2 separate regions of the Mus musculus genome follow, and region 1 is linked to region 2. Evidence: chromatin contacts called from public HiChIP or PLAC-seq data. All regions are on one chromosome and are shown on one strand. The core of a region is the stretch at or near the end of the contact, and the rest is flanking DNA. Distances in the headings are between cores, read along the strand shown. Region 1 has its middle 50 kb from the start of Gm31026. Region 2 overlaps Maml3 (mastermind like transcriptional coactivator 3).

Evidence for each region. HiChIP or PLAC-seq counts read pairs in DNA pulled down with a chosen protein or histone mark.
Region 1: a contact with region 2 is called in an H3K27ac HiChIP or PLAC-seq map of large pre-B cells, with 2.5 times the contacts expected there. The contact joins two enhancer-like sites.

The regions. Positions count from the first base shown.
Region 1 is chr3:53,973,686-53,976,647 of GRCm38.p6, reverse strand. No RefSeq gene overlaps it. Among named protein-coding and RNA genes, the nearest start is that of Gm31026, 50 kb to the right of the region's middle. Within about 2 kb of position 1,292, at least 36 of the 459 cell types and tissues checked have an H3K27ac peak or open chromatin away from gene starts, as enhancers often do.
Region 2 is chr3:51,738,226-51,741,438 of GRCm38.p6, reverse strand. The region is part of intron 2 of Maml3 (mastermind like transcriptional coactivator 3); the gene reads left to right. Among named protein-coding and RNA genes, the nearest start is that of Gm46803, 32 kb to the right of the region's middle. RefSeq lists an enhancer at 1,583-2,587. Within about 2 kb of position 1,913, at least 105 of the 459 cell types and tissues checked have an H3K27ac peak or open chromatin away from gene starts, as enhancers often do.

The DNA.
Region 1 (2,962 bases), core at 43-2,542, 2.2 Mb before region 2:
CTCTCTCTCTCTCTCTCTCTCTCTCTCTCACACACACACACACACACACACACACACACACAAATAAAAAATAAAAAACAAAAAGCCCAATAAGATAAAGAGTGCCAAAAATTAAAATAAGTAAAATAAAATAAATATCCAGTGGCCTATAACAGTGATTTACCTGAAAGCTCTAATGGTACAATATTAGCAAAAATGTTCTGGGAGTAACCAACCACTTACTCATTTTTATTTATTGATCTATTTATTTATTTCCCCTTCAGGCCACTCCGTGAGATGGAGCCTATATTGAAACTGCCAGTGCGGCTGTTCTTCTTCATATGCGTTATATCCATAACTTGATTAGTTTCCTCACGGGTAGTTTGTCCAAAACGTAAGTATTTAAGACACACTGACCCAGCGCCCTGGGGCAAAATCATGAACAGCTAGAAAATAAACTACATTTTAAGAGATGGAAAAAGGTTAAAGAAACATACAGATGATTGAAATTATCTGCATAAAAAAAAACAAGGCATGATTTTACATATACAGGAAATTCATGTGAGGAATATATTTCAAAAACAGATTTTTAACCAACAGAAGCTAATATGTGCAAACATAATTAAAATGAAAATATGAAGAAGTTTGGTGTTAAATCACAAGACTCCTCCCACTACGTCTGAAAATGTCCTGAATGTAGGATTAGAAGGGTTTGGTCCTTCCAGTGTGGACGGGTACATTTAGCCGTCATTTCTAGTTCTCACACAAACATTCTAAGCAGTGGGGATTAATATTATGGTCTTGATCATAAAAAAAAAATTTTTTTTAAAAATCCTATTCAATACTGAAAGAGCCTTAAATGTGAGGTCTGATATTTTCTCATAATGACATATGGTTTTAAGAAAAATAGCACAAACTGACATTCTAGAAAAATAAAACGAGTGATTCACTTAATATTACCTCCAGGACATTATGTATTTCATGTGGCAAGTTAGTCACAGACTTGGACCTTCCTGCAAGAGTCTCTACTAATGTTCCCAAGATGTTTTTGTTTTTCTGATTTAAAAAAAGAAAAAAAAATCTAACGCACCATTGAAATTGTATCCACTTAGGAAGAACTCAGAATTATACTGCAAATCCTACCCAAAACCCTCACGCCTCACAGAACTGACAGTTGCTGAGCTGCCCCCAGCTAGAGCTGGAAACAAGCTCCCCAGTGCTGCCCACGGTGTCTGCCTTCAGCCTGTGTGATGGTCTCCAGGAACTGGGTACAGCCCCTGTAAACACATCCAGCCACATTTGGATGCGTCTCTATTTCTCAGAATGCTTTCCACTTGATTTAACACACGTCTCTCAAGCATTTGCACCTGGCCCTGGCGATGGTGGGGGATGTGCACAGAAGCCAGACACGCCCTCCCTGCTCCAGCTCACATTCAGAATAACAGACAAGAAGGTAAACATCGCAGCAACTTGAAACGTGCAAAGGTAATGCAGAAATGGAACTCCGGAGGAAGAGATGGGGAAGGAGAAGGGGCTCTGGTCCCCCTTCGTTCAGCTAGCATCTCCTTCCCCAACTGGACTGGCTTTGGATCTAGCTCTAGTTCTTAGCAGAGGAAATGACAGCTGTTGCCTTGCTGTTTTCTGGCCAAACTGAGCCTGCCAATGCCTCCACCTCCTGTTTCTCAGATAAAACTTGAATCTCCTTCATCCCCTTCTACAAACACTCTGTTCTGCTACCTCACTTAAAGCTAATTATCAAAAGGAAGGACATTCAGTTCCTCGATTAGAAGTGCATGTATATGATTACAATTGTCAACATCATAATTTTATAAGTGCAGTTGAAGATATTACTAATTTTTATGATGTTGCTGTTATAACAGTAAACTCAGCCATTTTCTCCTTAATTCTTAGTAAAACAGGGCTGATAAGTGTAGAAGAATCTTGCTTGATTGATTATTTAAAAAAAATGATTAAGCTCTATTGTTTCAATCTGTTCAAAGAGTTTGCACTTAAGCCCTGGTACCAAGCCCATCAGCTCCCTTAGGCTAGCAATGCTGATAATGGAAGTCAAGAACAGGGCCTAGGAATTCCATAAGGCATAGACAGAAGTCTTAGGAGAGTTCTTACCAATGATTTACTGTGGGAAGAACCTGCCCCAATGGGCAGGATGCTTGTGCAGAGATTGTCCAGGCCTTAGAGACTGGAATGCCATCAAAGATACATTGACTTCTGCACATTCCACATTCATAATGGATCCCATTTTATACATGGCATTTGCTTGCTTGCTTTTTAAAAAAATATATATCATATTTGAAAATGTCTTACTGATAAATAAAAGAATGTATTTTATCACAAACATTTTAAAAGTATATTTCCATCTTGGTAATTTAAATTATTGTCCATTATTATTTTTCTGTGTAAGGTACCATGGCACATGCCAGAGAACAGCTTTGTGGAATCTGTTCCCTCCTTCCACCAGAGGTGAACCACACTGCTAGACTTCTTCATCAATTGCCTTTATGAACCATGTCATCTTGCTGGCCTCGGTCCTAGCTAACTTTAACCAATGCACCACCTCTGATGAGAGCATAAGTCAGTCAACTTTACAGTGCTTGACACAGACACCTGACAATTAGCAGTAAGGGAAAATATGTAATTCTGATCATAGTTTTGGAGGTTCTGGCCATAATCAGTTGGTTCCCATGCTTTGGGGCACATCTAGATGCAATATATCATGGTAGGAAGTGGAGTAGGGCAAAGGCCATGAGCCTTACGAACATGAAGCAAAAAATTAGGGAGGGAAACATCTGGGGTCCCACTGTCTCCTTCAAGGACATGCCCTCCCCTCCCCCCGTGGCCTAATGACCTTTCTGCTCACCCCTAACTTTCAAAACTCTACCACTTCCTAATAGTCTAACCTTGGAGCTGGGCTCTGTAACATGTGGGCTTTTGGGTAGGTAGCAGCAGAGAACAAAAATCAAAT
Region 2 (3,213 bases), core at 664-3,163:
TGCAGGCGTCTGTGTCCTTGTGTCCAGACAGAAGCTACATCGAGAATGAGTGCCTCTCCCCCCCACCCCATCAGGTCTCAAGCAAAAATACTCCTTTATACTGGGCAGTATCACAGTTACCTGCTTGCCAGTCCTAACCATTCTGCAACAAAGTACAATAAAAATTAATATTCTCAAATAAGATTAGAACCAGATACCATAAATTAACTGCAGCTGGCCTCATAGAACTGTTGATTTATAAAAAATAATCATTATTTCATCCTATATGAATTGGAAAATTATCTATGCATTTATCGTTTGCCCTGGGCTAATACATTCAGATTTGGTGTGCTGTTTGGTGGGGAATGTTTATGTAAGTAAGATTTTAATTTTCCGTAATAAGTTGAATGGTGGGGGGGGGGCAGACTTTATCCGATTCTGTTTGGCTATGCCTTCTTTCCTACAGTGGAAGGAAGGCACAGTGTCTCCTCACTGTTGTGAGTTATACTTTCAGTGAAAGAGAACTGAAATATTTCCCAGGCAGCTGAAAATCTCAAAAAGCTTTAACTGAGCTGAAGATAACAGGCTTTTAGGGAAGAAAGTATATGTGTGTGCGCGTGTGCGTGTGCGTGTGTGTGTGTGTCTCCGTGTCCGTGTCCGTGTGTGCTCATGCATGAGAGAGAGAGAGGAGGGAGAGAATGAGAGAGAGACAGAGAGACAGAGAGAGATGGAGAGAGAATGAGTGAGACAGACAGACAGAGCAGAGCAGATGTACAGACTAGAGGACAGTCTTGGTTGTCCTTGCTCCCAGCTTGCTTTGAGCAGAGTCTCTTATTGATCACCACTGTAGAAGTCCGGCTAGCTGGAGGTGTTGTCCTGTCTCTGCCTTCCATCTCACCGCAAGTGAATCAAGGTTTCAGGTGCCTTCTAACACATCTGTCTGCCTTTTGTGGGTCTGGGGATCTGAGCTGTGATCTTCAGGCTTGCCTGGTAAGAATCTTATCCACTGAGCCATCTCTCCCAGCCTGGTAGCAGGCTTTTGAGGGAACCCTGGGTGTGATTGAAAAAATGTTGGAGAACAGGATGGCTCCACTGGTGAAATCACTTTGCCACCGAGCTTGGTGATCGAGTTTCCTCCTCAGAAATCTTCAAGGTGGAAGGAGAGAACTGGCTAACCTCCACAGTGCCCCTAAATAATAAATACATGAAAAATGAAATGTTTTTAAGAGTATGTGTATGTGTATATATATGTGTGTGTGTATGTGTGTGATGTGTATACACACACACATACACACACACACACACACACACACACACACACACACACACACATCTACATGATGTTGGATTAGGATGCATGCACAAAGCCCTGGGTTTGATGTTCAGAAAAGCAAGATGGAGGGAGGGAGGGAGGGAGGGAAAGAGGGAGGGAGGGAGGGAGGGAGGGAGAAGGGGAGGGAGAGAGGGAGGGAGAAGGGGAGGGAGAAGGGGAGGGAGAGAGGGAAGATAAGATGTCCACTGTGTTTTGCACAAGACAAAGGATGATAAGAATTATCTAATCAGATATACAGAGAAGATATCAAGAAGAACAAGGAAATAAAGATGTGTTGGAAAGCAAGATGCAAACTAGAGAGAGAATCCCTGTTTCCAGAACTACTTCTCCGGCCTTCCAGCCTTCAGAGCTCCCTGCTCAAGGTTTAAGATGAGAGATTGTAAACCCTGCTTCATCCACATCCTTAGTTTAGCCAGCCAGAGCTTTGAAATGGCAACTAAATTGCCTTTTGGTGAAATCAAATCTTCCCTTACTAGCCTCAAGCAGGGAGGACTCCCTAGCGCTGGGGCTGGCTAATTCGTGCCAGCAGCTCAGGGTCACTCTCCCGGAACCACTGAGGTGAGCACTATTAAAGGGTTACTAGCCTCCTTTGTCGCCTGCAGTTTGTCCTGTAGGGGGTCACCCACTGCAGCCTTTTCTCCCCAGCCTGCCTGCCCGGCAGGAGGCTGCTCAGGGCAGTAAAATGTTTATTACCTGTTTATTGTGTGAGTAACCGCATTCAAGAAGGAAATATTTTCCGGTTTACCTAGGGCAATGAAAATAGGATTAAGAATTCTGAGGGCTGAGAAAGGAGCTGTATAAAAGCCAGAGTCACAGAACATACCGCCTGCAGCCACGAGGAGCCAGGCACCCACCACAGCTCCAGCCCTTTGTTCTAGTCCTGGCCACTTCCTCTCCTGTTCCCAGACTCTGCAATTCATCACCGAGGCTCTAGGGACTGCTAGCTCTCCCCTAAAGGAGAGTTTGGCTCCCATCCCAGATATGGCTATCAAACTGCACCAAAAGACAGGTCGGGGGCCTGATTAACATTTGCACACATATTTCTCTTGCCTCCAAAGGAAGTTACAAACAGCTTAATTTCCAACAATCTTGTAATGTGGAGGTTCAATATATAATATCATATAACCATTTGTATCATCCTCCAACCGCTGTGTGTAGTGAATGCAGCCATCACGGTCCAGACTTAATTCATGTCTATGATTTAAAAATTACTATCGCAAATCTTCAATTAGTTCCCAAACATGATCCTCCCCCAACAGTTTCTCCTCCCAGGATTTTTTTTCTTTTTTTCCCTTTTATCTTTTTTTTTTCTTTTCCTTTTTTCTTTTGTTTTCTTTTCTTTTTTTTTGTGCTGCTAATTCTCTTATTAAGACATGTCTTGTCTTGATCATTAATGGAGCAACACAGGATTTAAATTCTTTTCATAGTTCACAAAATTATTCTTCCCACTCTCTAAAAGTAAAATATGCAACCCTCTAAGTGTAGTCATTCTTACGAGTGGGCTTCAGGATTGAACCCTAATTATTTCTATTGTTCTCTAGGCATTCATTCGTTCATTCATTCATTCATTCATTCGTTCCGCGCTCGGGCTATTATTATCACATGCTTGGACATAGTCCTGAGAATATTCAGTTGTCCTTCAACCCATTCACAGGTCAGCTGCCTTCCAGAGGAAATATGAGTCCCTTCACCCTTAGCTTACAATGCCCACTTAACCCACTCAAAGCCTATTGTCCTTGGGCACCTGTTACCTGCTGAGTCCTCTATCTCATCTTTAGTCATGCTGTGGACCACAAAGTTCAGAAGTGAGTCTGCTGTGTTCCATCTTTGGGCCGGCTGCTCCCTCAGCCTAGGATTCTCCTGCCCTAGCCCTTCATTTGTCTGGTGTCTCCTGTCCTCTG